Linked DNA regions of Zea mays: all the other regions are linked to region 1. A link is a contact called in public Hi-C data. All regions are on one chromosome and are shown on one strand. The core of a region is the stretch at or near the end of the contact, and the rest is flanking DNA. Distances in the headings are between cores, read along the strand shown. Region 1 holds the start of LOC100276415. Region 2 holds the start of LOC100194098. Region 3 holds the start of LOC100303791 (AAA ATPase containing von Willebrand factor type A).

Evidence for each region. Hi-C and Micro-C count contacts between places; a contact is called where the count stands out from the background.
Region 2: a contact with region 1 is called in a Hi-C map of leaf, with 2.7 times the contacts expected there. The contact joins the promoter of LOC100194098 here to the promoter of LOC100276415 in region 1. A contact is called at or near these places in 7 of 25 Hi-C or Micro-C datasets (bundle sheath, ear, endosperm and 3 more).
Region 3: a Hi-C map of leaf shows a contact between it and region 1, with 5 times the contacts expected there. The contact joins the promoter of LOC100303791 here to the promoter of LOC100276415 in region 1. A contact is called at or near these places in 10 of 25 Hi-C or Micro-C datasets (bundle sheath, ear, leaf and 3 more).

The regions. Positions count from the first base shown.
Region 1 is chr1:62,080,927-62,084,762 of Zm-B73-REFERENCE-NAM-5.0, forward strand. LOC100276415 reads right to left here and starts at 2,075. Exons shown (of 2, transcript NM_001150214.2): 1 at 1,773-2,075; 2 at 1-1,028. The coding sequence starts at 714. It also overlaps the pseudogene LOC103635087.
Region 2 is chr1:62,466,925-62,470,760 of Zm-B73-REFERENCE-NAM-5.0, forward strand. It overlaps LOC100194098, which reads right to left and starts at 1,820. Exons shown (of 8, transcript NM_001401391.1): 1 at 1,444-1,820; 2 at 1,124-1,248; 3 at 482-542; 4 at 1-124. The coding sequence starts at 1,476. It overlaps LOC100274107 (alpha/beta-Hydrolases superfamily protein), which reads right to left. Exons shown (of 14, transcript NM_001415957.1): 14 at 2,401-3,233. The coding sequence ends at 2,781.
Region 3 is chr1:62,360,028-62,363,863 of Zm-B73-REFERENCE-NAM-5.0, forward strand. LOC100303791 (AAA ATPase containing von Willebrand factor type A) reads right to left here and starts at 1,876. Exons shown (of 1, transcript NM_001165425.1): 1 at 821-1,876. The coding sequence starts at 1,850. The coding sequence ends at 1,086. It overlaps LOC103644661 (protein HUA2-LIKE 2), which reads right to left. Exons shown (of 12, transcript XM_020546382.1): 11 at 3,405-3,450; 12 at 2,681-3,333. The coding sequence ends at 3,425.

The DNA of each region.
Region 1 (3,836 bases), core at 825-3,324:
CTCATCGTAGTTCCTGCTGCGGTGGCAGCTCAGCGCCTCCTTGAGGAGGAGGAGGCTGCAGCGGCCGTTGAGATGGACGCCGCCCATGTCCTGGATCTGCATGCTCAGTTCCGTCAGCGCGAGCGTCGAAGGCTCCCCAGCCTCCTCGCCGCCCATGCCTGTCACGCGGAACTTCATCAGCAGGATGCATTCCGCCACCTGGCAGGGCAGGACCTCCTTCGCCGGAAGCACAGACCCGAACCGCAGAACGAAGTCAGCATCGGTCGGCCAGTGCCTCTGCCCGCTCAGCGGGTGCCAGCTCGTCAGGTTCACTGCCCTCTTCATCTTCTTGTTGACAACAATCCAGCTCAGCTTTACACCATCGTTCAACTCCCTCCATAGCTTGCCGTCTTTCCTTTCTTGCTCCATTGAGGGTACCGGTGACACGCCACTGACAGTGGATAGGAATACATCTCCGTTGTTGTTCTCGTTGTTTTCAGCCGAGTGTTGAGACAGGTCGATCCGGAACGGGTAGTTGTAGAACCATCCATTGGCACTGTCTGAGCTGGGAATTCCCCATATGACCTTCGAGTAGAGCGCATGGCCTTTGTACCATACATCGATCAAAGACACGAAATCCGAAGGCAATGAGTTTTCAGAATCGTCCATGCCGCCGTCGTCGTAGTAGTAGTAGTCAAGACTCAGCCCATTCTTCGGCAAAGAAGTTAGTTTCATTGGCTTGAACCACAGGGACGTCCTTGTTCAGTATAAGTGTGAAACAATCCGCATAGAACTTCCTGAACCCACCAGCAGAGGCAATTAAGCTCCTAACGTCATCTCGTCTCATTGATGGCCACAGAGATGTGCAGGCATTTTCCCACAGATCCTCTTCATTTGATATGGCACGAAAATCAGCGCAGGCACAGCCTGCTCTTGCCAGAGCTGCAGCATCGAGACGCTTGAGTATGTCGTAAAAGAGGTCAGCACTCAGCGATGCCATGATCACAGCCAGCTGCAGTTGCAGCTAAAAGAGATGACACCCAATCAAGCTGGAGCATAACAACACAGGACTATGGTTAGTTTCTTCTCAGCATACCAATTGATATTATATCAACAGATCTCCAAAGTCATCCAATGAGTAGATAGATGACTTTAGTGAGATGTTGCTTCAAAGAAAAAAAATATGTAGTGTGCTGCTGAAACTTTGGCCCATCAGTTAAATTTCTTAATAGAAAGAGAGGATCTCAATAGCGGTGCAGAGTAGGCCAAAACGACCAAACTCCCAGATCTGGAAAACCAAGGCATCCAGTTCCAAGCCTGCTCGGCAGCACAAAATCAATACGACTGTCCTAAAATCAACAGCTGTTATTTACATCACAGATACTCTTCCTGGCGCTTGTATTGCACTATGACAGTGAATGGAACTAGCCATTTCAATTGGCCATAGAAGCAATGTTATGGTTGCTTCATTGCCAACAAAAGAGCTGAGCACTTGCTTAGTAATGAACTAAAATCTAGTGAAACATAAGTTGGGAAGTCAATCAGTCTCTTTTTTTTTTGGTGAAGCTTAAACCAATCAGTCTTTTGGCCAGGCACTGGGAGGAGGCGACGAACAGGTTGTGCATAGTTCTATTGGAGTGACCGCGTCTTGCTGGTGAGAGAAGAAATCACGGGCAGGAAACTGAATCAGAACCACCCACCACCCAAAAAAAACCCCCACAGATCTAGGGTTACAGCTGCAGGAGGAGCAAGAAGCATCGAGGGGAAGAGGGAGACGAGAGAGGCAGGCTCACCTCAAGAATCAAGATTCGTCAGGCGTATGAGGTAGAGACGACTGACTGGACTGTTCAGTATTCACTCCTTGAACAGCACAAGGTGGCGTCAGGGTTTAAATAAGGATAGGTCCTAGCTGTCCTTCCTCGCATCGCCATCGCCTCGTGAGTAATGTCGCCGGATAAGCGCAGGCCGGACCATGGCGTACGCGGGGTCGCGGTTCGCGGGCGTATCAACGAGCCACGCGACGGCCGGCCTGCCGGCTGCGCGGCGTTGTGGTCTCTTTCGCAGCCTCCTCGCTCCGCGTTGCAGGACGACCCCCGGTCTAGAAAGGGCGAGCGTGTGCCGATCTGCCAGCGCACACCTTTTTTCTTTGTTTCTTCGAGGGTCCCGGCGCACAGGTTGTTGATGTTTTTGGTCTTCACGAGACTATCTCCGGTATTTCTCATATCACATTTTCTATTACACATTTTTATTTCAAGTTTCACTCGATAAATAGTGTTATCTATAATATATTACATGACCATGTATATGATTTGCTGAACACAATTTTATAGAATATACACTATTTTAGTTTTTATGAGACAACTTTTTAAGAATATGACATTACTGCTACCATATACTGCTACCATATATACGATCTGTTGAACACAACTTTATAGAATATACACTATTTTAGTTTTTACGATACAACTTTCTGACATTATGTTAGTGCTAGATATGTAGATATTTTTAATTGTAGTTTAATCTAGAAAAAGTATAATGACAACTTGGTGACATCGTTCCATTTTATCACGATAAACATATAAGAAGTACAAAGAAACAAGACTTTAAACAATCAAGAAGACAAAACATACCTAGCGGCGCTAGTCGATGTAGCCATTTCGTTAGATGCAGTGTTGGTATGTAATTGTGTTGATCACTACCAAAGCAATATACCATGAAGGAGAGAACATAGCTTAGCACCAAAAATGAGAGGAGCAAGCGAGCAATCATGGCGCTTACGAACACTACCCAAAATTGTGTTTATCGTCCTTAACCCGAGCAGGTGAACTCTTGGACGACACTTGTTTCGAAGGCCTGTTCTTCCTGTGTTTGTGTGCGCAAGAACTAAAACTGAGTGCTTGGCTAACAGCTAAAACAACATCAGCGAAAGCGAACCGATAAACAAAGACAAGATGGAGTTTATATAGGTGAACAAGGAGAATCAAAGAGACATAGGAGATTAGACATCGGGAGAACCAAGCGAACCCGAAAGATTATACGACGCGAAAATCGAGCGGGTGTGGGAGATCATAAGGAAACTTCACAACCGGACGAGTAACTTCTGGAGTTACAAGCTATGAAACTTCTAAAACTCCTTGCACACGCTCTAACTCTGTGACATTTTGATTCCCTGCACGCTCTGTGTCTACATCACACCATGTTGTGACCCGACTGACCGTGATCACGCCTTGTCTCGCTTTGGCTCGGTGGCGGCGCGTACATGCGTGGCACACCTTAACCATTTTCTCAACCACTTAAGATAGACATACAAGATCTAACCATATAAATTGTGTTACCATCACTTAGCTTTCTCAAGTGTTGTTGTCAAGCATATTGACATTAAATATTATGTTATAAAGAAGAGAGTTCATGATCAAATAATTGACCATGAGCATATACATATACGTACAGAGCAAATGTTTGCAGGTCTGCTCACTAAAGGGCTTATACTCAACGTATTTAGAAAACTCGTAACCAGTATAGGTTTAATGGAGCACCTATGATTCTGGACTAAGGGGTCATAAAAATACAACCATCTTCCTCAAGTTTTAGGTTCTATACTTTGAGATAGAAATGTGCACTATAGTCATTGAGTTCAATAGTACCTAACAAGTTGCTTAAATGTCTTGGTGTTGGTGTACTGATGTATTGTGAAGTGAAAACCATAAGTTATGAAATTAAGACGTTAATAAAGTAAAAGTTGTAAGTATAAGAAAATGAGTATGAGATTAAATGGAGAGAATGTTAGGGTTGATCTTGACCGTCTCGGTCATGGACCGAGTCGATCCTATCCTATCATAACACATTTTGAATCATGC
Region 2 (3,836 bases), core at 570-3,069, 390 kb after region 1:
TTACGAAGACACAAGCTGAAGTTGAGAGATTAACAATAAAAATAAACTTGAGCAACTCTTTAGCTCCCCATAAAGGCTCCAACACCTTCCCGAGTAGAAGAAGACCAACTATGCTCATTATCACCTGGTGGAAACACAGAAGCCTTGTAAGATAAGGGTGTGATGCAGTATCCTAGGTAAGAGAGAATAATGAGCAAGGGATAAAAAGGTTTACTAGAAAACTGAAGAGCAACAGATAACAGAATAACATGATTTCAAATTAAAGTACACATCAAGCACCACATTTCGGGTATTTCACAGGCATAGGAGACAATACAATGGGAAACATAAAACATATGAAATACTATAGCATTCCTCACAATTGTTTACGCGCTTAGAGTTGACCTTTTGTTTTGATGTTTGGTCAGCAGGAAGAGCAAACATAACCACAGAATGGTGAATTGGTATATTGGACCACTGGAGATGTGTTAAGGAAATATACCCCTGGAATTGTTTGCTCAATATAACAAGCGGTAATCAGGTTCCAAGCAAAAGGGATTGTCCTGTACAGAGAACACCTCTAGTTAATTGGGAAAGAGTTATTCATGTAATCTACTATGAAGAAATGGTACAGTCAGGATCGTAGTATGTAGATTGAGGTAGTTATATATGGTCATTTCCAACAGTGTAACATAGGTGGAAATGGAAATGGAAAGTGAAACTTACATCATATTTGAATTAAGCATTAACTACTGCCGTTTAGAAACCTTTTTCATTTCTAATTTCAGTTCAAGGCGACTGAGCAGTAACCAAAAGAGAAATGCAAATTAGTAAAAATTCAAATTAAACGCAACTGGCCAATAATCGAATCGGTGTGTACACTGCATGAAATTGCAGTTGCCCAGCATTGGCAATAACTGAACGGGAGTGCAGATTACGTTCAGAAAACTATTTTTTCTGATTTCAGTTAAACACAACTGAGCAACAACGGAAGGGAAACGTGAGTAAAATGATTTTCCAATTAAACAAACTGAACAGTAAGTGAATGTGGGTACAGATTAGATATGACTGATCGCGGCTCAGGCAAATAGTGAAGAGCAGGTAGCTCGGCTAACCCTGAGGGTTCAGGAATCACAGTGGGTACCTGGCTGGTATCAGCGTGAGATAGGTGGCGGCTGAAGGGAAGAGGTGGACCAAAATGTGGACGAGGAAGATGATGACGGCGAGGCCCTTGCACAGTTTGGTGAAGCCCGTGAAGAACCGGCCTCCCTGCATCGGCGAGATCGATCGATCAGACATGCATAGCAGAACTGTAGAAGCACGGTCCGGTCCTTCCGAACTGGTGATCCTCCGTTGTAAGGCGTCGATTCAATGAGAAGGCGGGAGAAACACGGGCAGATCAACGGACACTCGTCAGAAGTGGAAGGACGAGAAGAGGGGCGCGGGCAGTGGTCCATACCGTACCCCTGCGGGGGACGGGATTGCGGAGGCGTTCATCGCGTCGGCGGCAAGCCCCCCTCAGTTCTCCAGCGAACCCGACCCGATGTCACTGACACTCGTCAGAAGTTTGGCGGCAGGCGCTCGGGACTCGGAAGGAGACGCGGCCGGCCACCCGCTGGTGCAGGCAGACGCGGTGCTGCGCTTCTTGCTCGGCGGGGATCTCGCAGAAATGGACTCGGCGGCGAAGAGCCTCCTCGGCGTCCTCCGTCGCCGGTGATTGAACAGAGGCGAGCGCGGCCGAGTCGGCAGTCGAACGAGCCGGGGGGGGTTTACGCGGCGAGGGAGATGGACGGGTGCGACTCAGCTAGTCTGGGTGGGCATGGGCCGGTCCCATCCACTCGAATCGCAGGGACAACACTGGCAAATGCACAGCCGCGCGGGCGGGGCACTAGGGCCGGGGCCTGTGGGTTAAATTGGCCGGTCCCACCATTGGGACTAACGGTCCAAAGTCCAAACCCAGTAGATCGGTATACGTTATACGAGTATTCCAAGCACAATATGGGCATACTATATTGTCTTCCGTTGTCAACCGTCGTATACCGTATCAGCGAGCCCATATTATTGTCTTCCAGAGAATGCAGCAAAACAACCCATTCGGCCATTCCCACCAGCCTGCTCCTGGATCAACCGTCGTATACTCAAGCAAATATTTTATCGGATTATCAGTATCTTCAGTATAGAACTCTTGTTATTAACACTATTTTTTCATTAGATATCCAGAAAATCACTGACCCCAGAAAAAGGATCTCCGCCCCCGTATACTCGTATCGGCGAGAAGATAGACTACTCCACATCCTCTTGACGTCGAGGCGGGCGGCAGTACATCACCGGCGTTTCGCTTTCAGTTTGCTACCTCAAAGTCCAAGACGAAGTACCACACATAAATTTACGCAAAACAAACTACAATGATTTTTTTTGGACATTAAATACAATTTAAAAAATTGACCCTATTGCTCGTGTAAGAATTCAACTCTACGTTAAGAGGCACATTACCCTTTACTATTTAAAAAACTACAAAATAATCAGCTTTCAAATTATGCTACAAGTCTACAGCACATTAGTAAGAACAAAGGTCTTGCCAATTCACCGCAACCGAAAGTAGTGGAAGTTGAGAGATGGTATAAATCAATGGGGGCGCTACAATTCCTTCTATATACACACGAACGTCCTGAAATCACCTGTTTCCTTTCCATTTTACACGTAAAACCAATCAAGCTGGACATCAGCCAACGGCGATTCTATGACTATGAACACAACGGAACACGTATTGTCAAAGGTGTCATCGTCTATCTTTCCTCGCCTTAGTCGTTGTTCTTGAAGAAGGAACCCCATTTTTCTATCAGGCCGCCTGTCCGGCTCTTCTGAACTACCAAAGTTGCTCTTGTGCCATCCTCTCCATTGGCATTCTGGGTCACTTTCTGGGAGTCTACCGAAGCAGGTTGTCCATTCACCATCTGTGTTGGTGCCAGGGGCTCTGAGGAACCAGAAGCAGAGACCGAAGCACTGCTCTTTCCGGCGTTGCAATCTGTACTTTGCCCTTCGCTGACTTTTTCTCCACTGTTGGGGACATTCGTATGCTTGTCAGGAGCATCAAATGAGGATGCATCTTGCTCCAATGCTGCTGCAGCAACACCATTGCAGTCTTTTACAGTACCATTGGCTTTAGATGCAGGATCAGATGCAGTGGATTGCACATTTTTTGTATTCGACTGTTCATAGTCTTTCAGTGATTCAAGAATTGCTTGCATTAGCATCTGCATGTTAGCACAGAATACAAGATTCAATATTAATATCCTTAGAAACACAAAAAAGGATGAATATTTAAAAATAGCACATTTAGCATAATTAGCATTCATTCTTGTTGTTCTTAAGACATTGATTTGCGCATGAATGAGATATATGGTACCACACTAAAAGTGCTACCATCAAAGTTTTCTACATACCCAACAGCTCTAAGTGAAGCTCATGGTGCTAAGATACCCATCAAATTGGAGTGCTCCTTTGCACCTATACCTTCACCAGAAGTTTCTCCATTATTCACTTTTCTAGGGATGTTTGGATCGAACCCTCCCAGGCAGAACGTTCAAGCAACAATCCAGACCCCAGGCGATCTAAATTGGGCGGCTAGGAACGCACGGCATGCCAGGTAAGTTTGCTTGAAGTTGAACCAAACAGCTCATATGTCCTAATTTGGAGGGCTATCCCGATAAGTTAACCTGTAACCAACAGACTTTCTAATTCTTGTTCCCTAAATTAAAATCCCCCCCAAACAATGAACAGATGGACCCCAGCTGCCATCTCCAACCTCCCTTTACCTTCTCTCACAGGCCATGAGAAACACCATCGCTTCATCATTC
Region 3 (3,836 bases), core at 626-3,125, 280 kb after region 1:
AAAGCATTAAATACGATTTTTGTTTCCATACATACCAATCTATTTCCTTTCATCGTATATTTTTGTCATTCTAATTTTGTGCGCATGCAGCAAGTAACAGATTTTTACGCAGTGTACCGAACTGCATAAATATCTACACCGTGTAGTATAATTAGTATCAGTATATATCATAAACTGATCATAGCGAGCCTAACTACATGGATGTTAGAGCGATACTATATTTATAAAGGAAATAAAACATTGAATACGATTTTTTATTTACATACAAGACAATCCATTTCCTTTAAGATTATCCAGGGCCCTAGGGACTTATTCGCTTTGTGCCCTGAGGCCTGAGGTTTTTAAGGTAAGGGTTTTAGGACCTTATCTGCTAGATTATCCAAGGCACAAAGGGGTTCAAAGCTTATCTAACGGATGCTCAAGGCACATGAAGCCTTGGGGGGCTAGGTCAATAATCGACTTGTAGTGTGTACACTACCGGAATTCGGCTCTTTGCCGAGTGTATTCTATCGGACACTCGGCAAATAGGAAGTCTTTGCCGAATGTTGGTTAGGACACTTGATAAAGGCTCTGTCACCATTACTTTGCGCCGTGACGGCGACTTTTCTTTACCGAGTACGAGGTGACACTCGGTAAAGTTTTTGCCGGGACACTTGAGCGTGTCTTGACATTATTCAGTCCAGATGATGACAATGCTTATATAGTATAAAAAAAATTTGATAATATTTACTATCGACTTGTCAAATTTAAAATAAGGATGTACTAGCATTTAGTAAAAATAGGAGTAAATTATTACCAAAGAGACATGTAGAAAATTTTTCAGGGGTTGCGTTATCATTCAAAACTACGGGACGTGGACAACCAACATTGCAACCACATATCTAAATCAAACACCCCATGTCTACCTAACATATATATATTTATATAACATACGTGAACAAAATGACGAGACATCATGCATGTAATCGTAAAGAAAGCACGCGCGCGGCAGCAGTTAATGGAACTCCGGCCATGAGCGGCGGCTACATGGACGTCGTACGGTGGATGTGCGGCCAGCAGCGACATGGAGATGGAGATGGAGCTAGCTAGACGCCGCCGCAGCGGTAGGTGATATTGCACGTCCTGCCGACCCTGACAACGTAAGTGTGCTGCGGCTTGACGAGGAAGGGGGGCAGCCGCAGCAGCGCCTCGCAGACGCATTCCTTCTGCACCTCTTTGAGCCATCGGCAGCAGTCGCGGTACGCGCGGAGCTCCTCGTCGTGGTGTTCGTGATCGTGGTCATCGTCGTCGTCGTCGTCGTCATCATTGTCGTGGTCGTCGTCGTGATCTGGGTCGTCGGTGTCATGGTGGTCGTCGTGGTCATCATCGTCGTCATGGTCATCGTCGTGGTCAGGATCGTCGGCGTCATGGTTGTCGTCGTCATCCCGCAGACGCCCACGTCGGCCACGCCCACGGCCTCGCCCGCGCCCGCGCCCGTGCCCGCCGCGGGTGCGGTTGCCTTGGTGTGGGTGGTGACCAACGGTGCGGTTCCCAGAGACGACGCCGTGGCTGCCGTTATTGCTCGCCAGCAGGCCCGAGATGCTGATGGCCGCCGCGTGGTGGCTGCGGCGGTCGCTGCGGTCATCATGCTCGTCGTCGTCGTCGTCGTCCTCATCGTCGTGGTGGTGGTGCTCGTCGGGTGGACTCGGCGGCAGGATAGAACAGGCCTGGCTAGCGATGGCGAACTGGCTAATGCAGAACGCCTTGGCGCTCTTGGGCGGCTGCGCGACGGCGAGGGGCGCGAGGAGGAACGGGAGGAGGAGGAGGACGGCGGCGGCGCTCACCGCGACGTGAGGCGCCGGGGCCGCCATCGACTTGCGGCCTAGCTGCTAGACAGTGCTCAGCCGCTGTGGACTAGCCTCTCTTCCTAGCTCGCTGGCGGCGTGCGACTTGTTTATATAAAGACGTGGATTAATTCAAGTAGTTGGGTGAGACGCTGCACGGTCAGGATTTTTAGGCGCTTCGTTCCTGCACAACCAGACGAGACGAGACGAGTAGGAGTGAGCCGATCATCGGTGCATGCTCTGAATTAGGTGCTTCATACCGGTGGCGTGCATCGAGCCAGGCCAAACATGCATTGCATCCATACACACACGGGGTACACTGCACTGCTTGCTTGCTGATGAGAGGTTAGTGGCTCTTTGGTCATGCATGCAACACACTGGCATTCTAGAGGACATTTGCATTGACGGCTTCATCTCAGATGTTCGACGAGGACGACTCTTTTAAACGTTGACGCCACCACGCTATTGACAATACAACCAACACCAAAATCTGAAGTATTGAACGACGACACACTCCAACCCGTGTAGTTTTAGCTTTGTTAGAAGCCAAATATTTCAATGTTCTCTATATATGTTATGAGCATATTTCTCATGGATCATCTAAAAACACAAACCTTGTTATGATAAACTATATTAAACTTCTAGGAATTGATGGTTAATAAAGAAAGAAACGTTTGACGACTTCAGACATTTAAAACAAACCACCTTTCAGAGATCATCACAAATACTAATCGGTCACCAGTACAAACGATCTCAATCAAATGAATATAAGCTATAAAGATTACTACTTTTCATGGAACCTACCGTGACACCAGTAGGTAGTGGTGTTGTCAATCTTTGGAACGACACCAGCCATATCACCATTCATAAATTAAACGGAACGAAAGATTTTAGTTTTCTAGGGAAACAATAATGATCAATCGCAAGTCATTAGTTCCACCGTATGAACTCGCTCTCTATATATACATACACACACGAGAATAGGGTTGAAAATAAATGAACAATCAGAGCTGAAACTGTCCAGATGGAACATCAGTTTGTTCTCTGTACCTTGACAAGCAATGCAATGCACGCAGGTCTTAGCAGATGCAGGGGCTTTTTACGAATCGGTCAAGTCACCAGCACAGCAGAGGTGCAAAGGGCAAAATGACTTGTATTTCACTCTTTTTTGGCATATATGTACGGTGTACTCTCAACAGTTTCGGCTGAGGCCAGGAGGAATTCAGGAACGGACATCAGCAATGGAATCGGAGACTGGCACCAACAAATAGTAAGTACAATCTAAGACACCCCTATCCCTACAATTCAGCTCCCCGTGTGGTAGGATGGATACAAGGGCAAATCAGGCAGCGCGACCGCCATAGAATCATTGAGATACATATGTACAAGGAGGCAGGTACCAGCAGCTCCCGCTTTCCTGGAGTGGTCCGTGAGTGCCTTCAATCCGAAGCAGAGACCACCGGACTCTCCCAGGTTAAATCCCCCACAGACTTAAGAAAAGCGTCAGGGCCTGAAACAGACGGGATGTCAGATGAAACAGAAAAGACGACGAAAGCACTGCCAATGTAACAAACAGCCTACCACTTCAATATTCCAAAAGGTTATCTAGGTCTCCATCCACCATGTCCTGCGGTATGAAAGGTACATTTAGCATCCACAACTTTTACTCGCCAAGCAGAGAGAGTGTAAGAAGCTTTCTTTCACAAATACCCAGCACCACTTATTTTAGCATCTCACGACATGCAGATGCAACAAATACAACTTTGTCGTTAATAAGTAACAGGAGTTATAGTTAGTGTACTGAATGAAAAGATACTTTGGGAAGAAAACATAAAACGGAGAACGCGAACAAAATTATGGCACTCTTTTTCATGCCGTTCCCACCTGACTTTTAGCTGAAGCTCGTAAATTAAGCCTAAAAATCCTCTACCTTAGCAACAAAAGTATACTCCATCCCTAAACATAAGAACTTTTTGCTAGTCATAAATCAAACTGTCTTAAGTTTGACCCAGC